Linked DNA regions of Mus musculus: all the other regions are linked to region 2. A link is a contact called in public Hi-C and Micro-C data. All regions are on one chromosome and are shown on one strand. The core of a region is the stretch at or near the end of the contact, and the rest is flanking DNA. Distances in the headings are between cores, read along the strand shown.

Region 1 (3,945 bases), core at 734-3,233, 440 kb before region 2:
TTACTTAATGTAATGATCTCCAGTTGCACCTGTTTTTCTGCCAATCTCCTGCATGATCTAAAATGTTTTCATGGCTTCATAAAACTTCATTGTGCATACGTATACGTATTTTCTTTATCCATTCATCTGCTGGTAATATATAATCCTGTTCCATTTCTTTGGTAATGAGAATAGTCAGAAATAGGCATGGACCAGCAATATTTCTGTGGTACGTTGACTTAGAGTCTTTTGGGTATTTATATGTAGGAGCTGAATAGCTTAGTCATGTAGTCGTTATTTTTAGTATTTTGAGGAACCTACACCGACTTCCCTAGTGGCTACACCAGTTTTCATTCCTATTTACCCACGTGGATGCTGTCACCATTAGAGGTAGCTCAGTTACTCATGGTGGCATATGAGATTTATTGGGTATTACTGCGATCAGATGGTTGATTATATATTCCCCCAATACCCATGAAAAACAAAAGTCACGATATCAGAGTGTAGACTAAATTCTTAGGAAAGAAAGAGAGGAATGATGGGAATGATGTCAATAATCAAGAAAGAGGTGAGGGGGGCCATGGTGGCACACAACTTTAAACCCACCATGCAGGAGGCAGGAGCAGGAGCATCTCTGTGAGTTTGAGGCTAGCCTGGTCTACAAAGTGAGTTGCAAGTTCTAGGACAGCCAGGGATACACAGTGAAACCCTGTCTTTTCGGGGGTAGGGGGGAGGCTCAAAGAACAAAACATAAACTTTTTAAAAAATGTAAAACTGCAATTCTTAGTCTTTGTTGGGAAGAAAACCCCGAAGCCCCAAATACGAAACAAGTCAGGACAGTACAATTGGCCTTGGTGACAGCAGACTGGAGGGTCTAGTAACAGGAAATAGAACACACACACACACACACATCTGTTCTGGCAACCTTAAATTTGGTGGTGGAAGTCGGTCTGTGCGCCCCTCATCCTGGATGGAGGATCAGAACTCGAGACATCCACTTCATCAGTCCTCACATCAGAGACTGCTGTGGGAAGGCCCAGTGTCTGACAGTGAGCGATGCTGGAGAACAATCCTGAGACACCCCACAGACTGTCAAGGTGGAAAAGAGCTAAAGCAAACTAAGACAAGAGGACACGGGGGCTGGGTGTAAAGCTTCTTCAACCCTTTTTTCTCGCTCAGTCATTGAGGTCAGAGGTACAGGTCTGCTCATGTCACGGGCAACCGTGTTGAGGAGTGGCAGTTCTAGAGTAGGTATGTCTCTGTGGGCATAGACTTAAGACCCTCAGTCTAGCTGCCTGGATGCCAGTCTTCTCCTAACAGCCTTCAGATGAAGATGTACAACTCTCAGTTCTTCCTGTACCATGCCTTGATGATAATGGACTGAACCTCTGAACCTGTAAGCCAACCCCAGTTAAATGTCCTCAAAAGAGTTGCCTTGGTCATGGTATCTGTTCACAGCAGTAAAACCCTGACGAAGACAGCCTCCTTTCTGTATGGAGCAGCTTATTGGACGGCCAGGGTCTGAAAGCAGGAAGAGTTCTGGCTCACTCAGTCAGCATGCCCTGCTGCAGAAAGGGATGTAATCAAGTGACACCCTTTAACTAGTTGTGCCACACCTGAGTGCATGCGGCCAGAGGCCTCTTGAGCAAGTGGAAACACGCCTAGTTCATGGGCCTTTGAAGGCTTGAAGAGTTGGCAGTTATTCCTGGAATGCAAAGAAGGCTTCTAGAGTGAATGCCGTCCTGCCGCTGACAATATACGTTCCAAAACAAACTACTATTGTGTGTTCAGTGGTGTGTGTGTGTCCATGTGTCTGTCTCTCTGTCACTCTGTGTGTGTGTGTGTGTGTGTGTGTGTGTGTGTGTGTGTGTGTGTGAGAGAGAGAGAGAGAGAGAGAGAGAGAGAGAGAGGATGTGGTTTTAAAAGAGAGAGAGAGAGAGAATGTGGTTTTAAATAAACCCCAACAGTTTCTGCAGTACACAAAACACCAAGATGATGGTGAAGAGACCAGAAGAAGATATCAGGTTCCCTGGAGCTACAGTGGTAGGCAATTTTGAAAGCTAGGAACCAAACTCTAGTCCTTCACACGAGCCTCAAATGCTCTTAACTACTGAGCCACCTCTCTGGCTCCTCCTTTCTCATTTTCACTCAATCCAAGATTCCAGCCATGATAGGTAGTCAAATTATTAGCTAACTAGCCAGACAATACATTTAATAAAAAGAAGTCAATGGACAGCAGAAGCTGCTGCAACATGGCTGATCTGTCAGTCGCTCCAACGGCCCTGAAATAACAAACTGCTGGCCTCTCGGAAGTCTTCTGGAGTCAGGTTTCTCAGGTAACTCTATAAAGTTTGGCTTTCTTAGTAATCAATCTATGTAAATATTTTTTACTACAGGCCGTCTCTTTCAATAATATGGTCACCTATGTACAGGAAAAGAAACAAATCTATCCATAGATAGCCTTAGATGGTCTCTCAGTCTGCCTGTCAGTTAGCTCCAGAGAGTACTCTTTCTTAACAGCCACAGTATTTGGATGTGGTTTTAAATAAACCCCAACAGTTTCTGCAGTAGGCAAACCACCGAGATGACGGTGAAGAGATAAGCAGCTCTGTAGAACTGAACTGTTTGTACAAGAGCCACATAACCTCATAGTCTTAAAATAACCGGCTCTTCAAGACAGCACTTTGTTCATTCATGTGCCACTTACACAAGGTATCTAAGAGTGGAGAAAATCCTTCACTAAATATTTTCCCCAAATATTCTGTAATATATTTGTAATACTCAAAATATTTCCCCAAAGAAATGTGTTCAGTCTCTACCCTGATCCTTCCCTCTATAAACAGGTAGTGGGGGGCGGGAGTATGACTTCCTGCCTAGTTTTTCCTCCAGCATTGTAACTCAAGAAAACCAAATTTACTTCTATTCACTTCAACAATGAGCCACTATGCTGACCTTCTATATCCGCAGTTACCCACCCTTTTAAGAAAGGGAAGTGCTGGTTGGTTTTATTTACCTATCATCTTCAGGATTGCTGAAGCCTGCATTGTATCATTAGAGAAAGGTCATGGTCCTACGGGACCATGGGCCATTTTAGTCTACACTAAAACATATTTCCTTTTACATAGTCTTGTTTTCTATACTTCTGTGTTCTCAAAGAAAAGTGGAACAGGAAATTTAAGTCTTTTTATTCTCATGTGTAACATACTCATGTCAAATAATGACTCATCTCAGGAATGTTGTTGGAAATTTTGAAGGACCTCAAGAACACAAGTCAGGACTGCTCTTCCACACTGGCTCTCAGTAATGCTATGTCCTAAAGGCTTCTTTGTATGTGTACTAGTGTATGTGTGTATTTGTGTCATGTGCCTGTCCTGTGGTCATGGAAGCCAAAAGAGGACATCAGGTCTCCTGAAACATGAGTGCTAAGAATCCATATCCTGTTGTAGCAGCAAGAGCTCTGAACTCCCGAGCTACCTCTTTTGCCTTCACTGTTTTCTTGATGATAAAACAGCTCCAATAGTTTCTGCTTTCCCTAATAAACTTCTAGCAAGTAACTTATGGCTTACTAAAATTCTGTAAGATGCTTCTAAATTTTGTTTCATCTACCTGGCATGGTGCCCGAGAAAATAATTACCTGTTGAAATTAATTTACCAGTGAAGTCAATGTGCTTTAAAAATAAAGCAGCTGGAGGATGTGGAAGAATGATGAGACATGTCATCATCGGGACATGACATGGCCGGTGTGCTCATGAACTCACTGCACCTACGGCTGCCTATGTAAGAGCAAGCCAACAGATCAGTGGGCACTGCAACAGACATCCTTAACTGGACTGAGAGTTACAAACGGTGGGGAGGGAGACATGGTAGGACAGTGAGCATATACTGGAGGAACCTGGGAGAAGTAGGCAAGGAGAGTGGGTGGATATGGTCAAGCTTCCACACAATTTCAATGTATGAAATTGCCAA
Region 2 (3,926 bases), core at 1,001-3,500:
CCTATTTGTGCTGTGGCTTGAATGAAAAGTATTCAAGGTAACATATTTCTTTCAGTCATAAACTTGAGAAAAGTTGTAATCTTCAATACCTTTTCTATTTTTTTTATTTTCAGGTTCATTCTTTATTCTTTTTTGTTAACCAGTAAGCCATTCCGCACATACCATGGGGAGGTAGTATCCCAGGCTGGCCTCAAACTCATGGGAATTCATCTGCTTTTACCTTTAAGTGCTAGGATTATAAGCATGAGTGTTCATTCTCAAACTGGAGTTATCAACTTTGTAAGTATCAGGAATTTATACATTATAGGTTAAATGAAGATGATTTTATAAATGCATAGGTTGGACCTTCTTATGAAAATTTAGTTTTTATAAACCGATAATAGTTTTAAAACTCAGCAGTTATGTAAATATGTTCACAGTCCTATGGACACACATATATACATACATACATATGTAGTTTATAAAATAAATATATAATTTGCTATTTTTCAACAGGAAATTGAAGTTTATTTAATGTACACATGTCACACCTAAAACTGGGAAAATGAAAAGGCTATTTCCATAAAACAGATTAAAAAAAAGTGCATACTATCTGTATTTTTATATAGCAACACCCTCAGGACTCAAACCGGGATTCCAGCATTTTCATTACATAGTTAATTTACCAAGAATTGTACTGAAGGGCAGTGCTTGAAGTGGGCCTTATGCCTCATGCATGTGGCTTGGCTTCTGTGGAGGAAGACACACTCTCTTCAGCACACGACCCAGTTTCTGAGTCTTCCACTTCATAATACTCAACAGGTTCCTCTGCAGAATCAAATTCCTGGCTATGCAGTGACTCAGCATTATCCCGTGGGTCATTACTTACCCTCTCCATCACCTCTGCTTTGTACTGTGTATATTCCGATACTTCTGCCAAGTCTTCACTCGCCCATTTCACACAGGCATTTCACTGTCCCTTTGTTTAATGTCTTTATAATGTTTCTCATTCTCCTTAAGTGTTTCATAGAGAGCTTTCCTCCATTTTTCTACCACTTCTTTCCAATACCAAGAAGAGGATTTTTCTTTAATCATAAGATCAAATGCTTCCTAGATGACGTCTCCTACATCTTTATTTTCTTTTGCTTCTGGACCACAGCTCAGAGTCTTAGGTGTTAGCTGGTTATCCTAAAGCTTCGTTTTGGACAAGCCCTTTGGCAACTTTTTTCTCTGCCAGCAAGAGACCCAGCTGCAGAGAGCTGAATCATCTTCAGCATTCTCCTTGGAACAGGACTATTCTTCACCTTCTCTTGGGCTTCTTCCTGTTTCTGCTTCATACAGGGATTCGGTTTTTTCAGAGACAACGGTGCTGGGTTCCCAGGGAGTGTAAGAATGGTACAATCTCCTGGCACCACCACCAGCAACCTGGGCCCATAGACTGACCTGCCCACTGGGTCTCTGACAGCTCTAATTTGTCGATTTTTTTTAAACCCTTAATAATTTTCTTAAATTACATATATATTAATTTTGTAAAAATATACAAATTTATTTTACAAATAAATTTACAAATATATTAAATATTTATTGTTTAATTATACAGAGTTCATAGAGAAAATTCACTTGTGACATTGAGCATGATCTATTTTTAGATTATGTGACTATATCTTCATTATTTTATTTAATTATATGACCACATAAATAAAAAGAACAGTTGTATTTCCTTTAAATGAAAAAAAAATAAGTTTTTTTTTAATTTTAATTTTTTTTTTTTTTTTAGGATCCTACACAATTTAGATTCCTTTGGCTTCCAACTTAAACTCAAAGCTAGGATGTGAACTGTTTTCCTATGAATGCTTTCAGCGGGAGGACTCAGTATACCTTGAAGTGTTTTCTGTGTGCAGACTCTTAGGACTCACTTAGCAGTTGTTCCCGATTGTCTTTAACAGGAAGCAGGAATGCTGCCAGGGCTTTGAGAAAGGTGGAGAAAAACACTTTATATAGAAATATTCTTCAATAAGACAGTAATATGCACCAAGAAATTCTGTGGAAAGTTTTAACACCAAAATCAAATTCTCTCCTTTTAAAATCCATTTTTGGGGGAGACAGGGAATAAAGTTTATTTTAATCTTCAGCATTCAGCTTTAAAATTCCCCTTAAATCATGTGTGCGTGTGTGTGTGTGTGTGTTTGTGTGTGTGTGCTTGTGGTCTTTTTTAAATGGAATCCACAAGCATGCATTGAGGAAGCAGAACTGTGTATGAGGCAAGTTCTGTAGAAGAATTTCCCCATGTTGAATTATTTTTGGCAGTGGTAACTTGTTTGAACTGTAGGCTTGATACATACTTTATATTGAGATTTTTTTTTAAGAGCTGGCTTGCTTCCACTGGCTTGCTCAGCTTACTTTCTTATAGAACCCAAGACTACCAGCCTTTTGACAGATATGGGATTTATGAGGCAACAACAGACATGCAAAGTTAGTTCATAGAATTTGCACAAATGTGGAAATTTTCAGGTGTGTTGAAATAAGGCAGTTGCAATAGAAATGCTTATTAATGGTAAGGTTGTGCAAACCATAGAGGAAAGCAGTGCTCATATCCAGGAGGGTAAAAGCGAGTACCATTTCCAAGCAAACCTTCTAGAAACTTTATCACATGTCGCTATAAATTCTCCATGGGCAAAAGTGTGAAAGTGTGTCAAATGTTTGAGGTGATCACTTATATATCAATGTATTATAAATGGCATTTGATAAATGTTGAAGATATACTTGTGACTAAAAGGTGTACTTAGATCTATTTTTTGAGATAGGATAAAGAAAGACCCTTTATAGTGAATGTGTACATAGTTAGAAAGGACAGGCTTCTAGGGCAATTTGAACTAGAATCATCAAGTCCTAAGTGCAGCCTTGGTATATTTAAAACAGCTCAGAAGGTAACACTGCTAATTAGTTTAGAAACTTTAACCTCTTGAGTTAGCAGAATTCTGGGTTTCTGAATAGAATATAAATCTATGTGAAGGATATATAGAGATGCTTTTTGATAAGCAAATATTAATTCCTCAGAAATTTTAGTAGAAGGAAGAGTTCCATGAAGGCACTGGGGACATTTATAGTCATAACATGTCTAGAAGTCATTCATTATGTAGTTTTTACTCTAGCAGGTAACAAAGGCTTTTAAGAAACAATAATTACTCATTGACTTAATAAGATTCATAATTCATCTCGGCAAAGATATTATAGGTACTTTAAAGATATCACTTGCGTTTTAATTATCATTGTGATAGCAAGCTAAAATTTAACAGTTTAAACAACCTCTATGATGCTTATCCATTCCCTGGTCAGGAATTTGAGTAGGATATAGATGAGTGTTTTAGTCTTTGCTTCTCAATATTGGGACTTGAGAGATTCCAATTCTGAAAATGAATTCATAGCCAAGACTCAAAGTATCTAAATACTTACTCACAGGGTTGGCCCCAGGGATGGGCTGACACAGTCTAGCACTACTCTGTCTGCCTATCATTTTCCTATGGCCTGGCTTCATCATATCCTGATGTTCTCGGAACAAATGACTTCTACACAGAGTGAAAAGTGATCTGAAAGAGCCTTGGAAAACATAGTCTTGAGGTGGAAGTTTCTGGATATGTCAGGTGATACAGACTCACAGTGGTGTTTTGCTAAGACAGACTCATGGAGTGTTTCGCTGAGGCATGATCCATGGGTGGACACTTGATGTTTGGAGAAAGTATAAATAGGACCCAATGAACAGTAACATCACACTTGCATACTTAGCTTTGCAACACTTGGTTGGTCTTGTGCTTTTGATGATCTTCACTTCATTGAGAGAGGCATGGCAAAGAACTCCCTGCTGGTCCTGGTTGCTCTCGCTAACTTGTGCCCATTTGGCTGAGACTTGACAGGTTTGCAGGATCATGTCATTGCTGTTGATTTGTGTT
Region 3 (3,867 bases), core at 171-2,670, 270 kb after region 2:
GTCTCATTTTCTGGTTCTGTCTTCTCAATTTAACTTCAAAATTCAGAATTCCCCAAGATAACACAAAACAATCCTTCCACTTACCCAACCTCCATTTTATCATCAGAGGACTGTTTTTTTTTTTTTTTTCCTCTTGTGGCTGCAAATATCATTACTATGGTGATGGTTTCTACAATTTTAATTTAGATAAGACCACTTTTGTAAGATGCATGTTCAATTCCTAGTTGAAATCTCTACTCAGAAATATTTAATCCATATCTATTTTGATCTGTCTTCCAGCTTTACCCTGTCTTCACTCATGAGATAAAATTCAACATATTTCCCTTCTCAGAATTATAGAAAACACATTTGAAACTTTTCTAATTCCAATTCATCACAAAATTATTAATATTTTTTGGCATTCACCATCTACCACACCATGCTCACAAACAATATTATTTTTTTCATTACTCACCATTAGCTAAAACAAAGAAGGAAATTGGCAGTAGAGAAAGTTTAACCAGTTTTAAAGGGCACATAGTTCAGAAAGAACATACCCGAGACTTTAGGTCAGACTCTTAACTTTCAGAATTCATTATTTATTACTATCATACTGTGTCTCAGCGTATAATAAAATCTTAAGTAACATGGTCATAGGACTTCTTGTGAGCCAGGTTTAATTTCAAGTGTTTAAACAATATTAAATCATATGGGGAATACATTGTCATTACTTCTGCTTTTATATATCAGAAAATGACATGGAGAGGTTAAGTAATCATCGCAGGGCCAGTAAAACACAGAAATAGAATTCGCAGGCTCCAGAGTCTGTGTTCTTAATCACAAACATATGTTTCCTTCCCTCCTCTTGTGGCTTCTATATCCAACATTTGTGTCGATGTTTTTAAGGCTCAGGTATGAGAGATTTTTAGGAAGGAAGCTAGAATACACAACTTGCTATGAAGCTAGAAAACATAATGCAATTTATTAAAGTTGGATGGGTTCAGGCAGTTGAGAAAAATATTTTTAAGATAATTATTAAATTGTCTGAGCCAAGCCAAGAGAAATGGAGTCTTCAAGGTAGCAAAACCACCATGAATTCAGCTGCATATGTAGCAGAGGATACCATTGTCTAGCATCGATAGGAGGGGAAACCCTTGGTCACGTGAAGGCTCAATTCCCCAGTGTAGGGGAATGCCAGGGTGGTGAGGTGGGATTGGGTGGGAGAGGGAGCATCCTCATAGAAGTAGGGGGAGGGGGTAAGAGACAGGAGTTGCAGAGGTAGAACAGGGAAAGGGGATCACATTTGAAATGTAAATACATAAAATATTCAATAAAATGTTTTTAAAAAGGAAAATAAGCAACACAAAACATATTACAGCATATGCACTGAGTGTGCCACTATTATGAGCATATGGCACAGACATAACCAGGCAGAAATATGAATAATCTGTTCCTCTTTTCATGGGATATAGAGAAGGCAAAGAGGGTTATCAACATGATAAACTATCTGCAGGTTGTCTAAGGCTAAGATGCATATTCACTGACAACTCAAGTAAACTGTCCAGTAAATCCTGAGAATTCCACCCAGGTTCCTCACTGGGGCTTAAGGTCAAATGAACAAATTAGGCAACAGATTTGAGAGAGCATAAAACATGTGAGACTTCAATCCCATGTATCAACAACAAGAGAATTTATCACCAGGGACCATCCAGCAGGTGGCATGTTGAAATCTTTTTCATGTCTCTCAGATTCATATAATTTGGAAGAGAAAAAAAATAGGATTTACTTTTGAAATGGTTCTATCTTGAGTCCATGTTTTGCTGAGATTTCATATCAGGATCCAGATTAAACACTACAAAGCATATTTATAAAATTATAAAAATGAAATATCTAATATAAAATGCTGAAATGGGATCAATGCATTTACAAATGATTTAAATGTGTCAACAGAAGGATGGACAGCAGAGTAAGAACTAGAAGTTATATTAGATTTCATGTTTTTTTAAAGAAAATCAAAATTAACCCATAAAAAAATAAGCAATATACATGTTAAGAGGCCACTCTTTAAGATCAGTACATTTATAAAGCAAAGAATTCACAGGTTTTCAAAGTTTAAGAATTTTTTACTGATACCTATGGTGAAAGGCAAAATTTTATTGTTTGTAGTGACATACCTGGTTGCATAACTGGATGCAGAGTTGGAAGTTAGAAATATCATAACATGAATACATTACAATTTCACAAATGCCTTTTTATCACATTTCCCCACAAAGTAACAAGGGAACTGCTGGTCCTGGAAAGAGCTATGAATCCAAATCTCCTGGGACACACCATTTTCAGAAATCATAACTTGATGCACCTGAGCTTGGAAATTTGGAGCTTTTTTTATATACTGCATAACCTCCCCATGGAGCAGAGGCACCCTGTAATCAATCACCATTTACCACTATCAGGGATACATTAATCCCTTGTCAGATACAGCTATCATTTTGTAAAGTGAGGTTAAATCGGTTCACATTTTGCCCTTCCAAAATATGTTAACGTGAATTACAAAGCTAACATCAAAATTGCTTGTGAGACTTGATAGAACTACCCAACAGCATCCCAGTGATTAACACTGACACCTAGTGGCTGCGCACAGGAAAAACCTAAATTCAATGGTTAAATTTAATCTACCAAGTATTTGGGCCAGGAGATAGGAAATGGATAGAATCCTCATCTTTACCATTAGCTTACAAACAGAGGCGTGTATGCGTCATCAATACCATGTGACTAGATCCATGTGTGAGGAAGAGGGTACACTACAAGTGATTAAGAATACAAATAAACTTCCCTGGAAGAGACACCCAAGCAGAATCTTGATGGAGACAAAATGAAAAGAAAGGTTCACATTTTGTTACAAAGAAAGTGCACAGAGGAAAGCAGTATCAGAGATCCAAACTGATGGAAGTATTGATGTACAACGTAGCAAAACAGCCCAAGGAGAAGGGATCTCGATTTATACCTAGCAGTATCCTGAACGCCAAATAGCACACAAACGTCTTTCTATTACTGGTACTTTATTTGATTTAACTTATTGATTTCTAATATTATCACTTAATGGCAATTAAAAATAAAATTATATATTATACCTGGCATTTATAAAACAACCACAGAAATTTGGGAACTAAGAAAAATGTATCTCAAAATAATAAAAAGAATAGAGAATCTTATTTCAAATTATGTCTGAGTAGTAATCTAAGGTTTTACATATGGCCAATTATCTAGGCATGAAGGTAAACTGAGTCAAAGGAAAGCCATAACTGATCACTTCTCAGCTAGCAGCTGAAAACCTAGTCACTTTTACTAAAATGGTGCTGAAGAGTCTATATTATAATCATCATCAGCAACAGCGAAGCAGCAACACACACAGCAGCAGCACAGCAGCAGCACAGCAGCAGCAGCACACACAACAGCAGCACAGCAGCACAGCACAGCACAGCACAACAGCAGCAGCACCGCAGCAGCACCGCAGCAGCACAGCAGCAGCACAGCAGCAGCACAGCAGCACCGAAGCAGCACAGCAGCAGCAGCACTGCACACACAGCACAGCAGCAGCAGCACAGCACACACAGCACAGCAGCAGCAACGCAGCAGCACAGCAGCAGCAGCACAGCACAGCACAGCAGCACAGCACACACAGCACAGCAGCAGCACAGCAGCAGCAGCACAGCACAGCAGCAGCAGCACAGCAGCACAGCAGCACACACAGCACAGCAGCAGCAGCAGCACAGCAGCAGCACAGCAGCACAGCAGCAGCAGCACAGCAGCAGCACCGCAGCAGCAGCACCGCAGCAGCACCGCAGCAGCAGCACAGCAGCAGCAGCACAGCAGCAGCACACAGCAGCA

What was found. Hi-C and Micro-C count contacts between places; a contact is called where the count stands out from the background.
Region 1: a Hi-C map of myeloid progenitors shows a contact between it and region 2, with 2.8 times the contacts expected there. The contact joins two enhancer-like sites. A contact is called at or near these places in 1 of 484 Hi-C or Micro-C datasets (myeloid progenitors), 1 of 115 datasets of contacts at active chromatin or transcription factors (acute myeloid leukemia) and 1 of 9 other capture datasets (liver).
Region 3: a Micro-C map of macrophages shows a contact between it and region 2, with 5 times the contacts expected there. The contact joins two enhancer-like sites. A contact is called at or near these places in 2 of 484 Hi-C or Micro-C datasets (bone marrow-derived macrophages and macrophages) and 1 of 115 datasets of contacts at active chromatin or transcription factors (bone marrow-derived dendritic cells).

Annotation. Positions count from the first base shown.
Region 1 is chr16:64,756,193-64,760,137 of GRCm38.p6, forward strand. No RefSeq gene overlaps it. Among named protein-coding and RNA genes, the nearest start is that of 4930453N24Rik, 13 kb to the right of the region's middle. Within about 2 kb of position 1,984, at least 105 of the 459 cell types and tissues checked have an H3K27ac peak or open chromatin away from gene starts, as enhancers often do. A contact at or near this core is called in acute myeloid leukemia and myeloid progenitors, where this site is marked.
Region 2 is chr16:65,195,126-65,199,051 of GRCm38.p6, forward strand. It overlaps the pseudogene Gm9584. Among named protein-coding and RNA genes, the nearest start is that of Gm34033, 5.4 kb to the left of the region's middle. Within about 2 kb of position 2,251, at least 22 of the 459 cell types and tissues checked have an H3K27ac peak or open chromatin away from gene starts, as enhancers often do. A contact at or near this core is called in acute myeloid leukemia, bone marrow-derived macrophages, macrophages and 1 more, where this site is marked.
Region 3 is chr16:65,470,076-65,473,942 of GRCm38.p6, forward strand. No RefSeq gene overlaps it. Among named protein-coding and RNA genes, the nearest start is that of Pou1f1, 49 kb to the right of the region's middle. Within about 2 kb of position 1,421, at least 13 of the 459 cell types and tissues checked have an H3K27ac peak or open chromatin away from gene starts, as enhancers often do. A contact at or near this core is called in bone marrow-derived macrophages and macrophages, where this site is marked.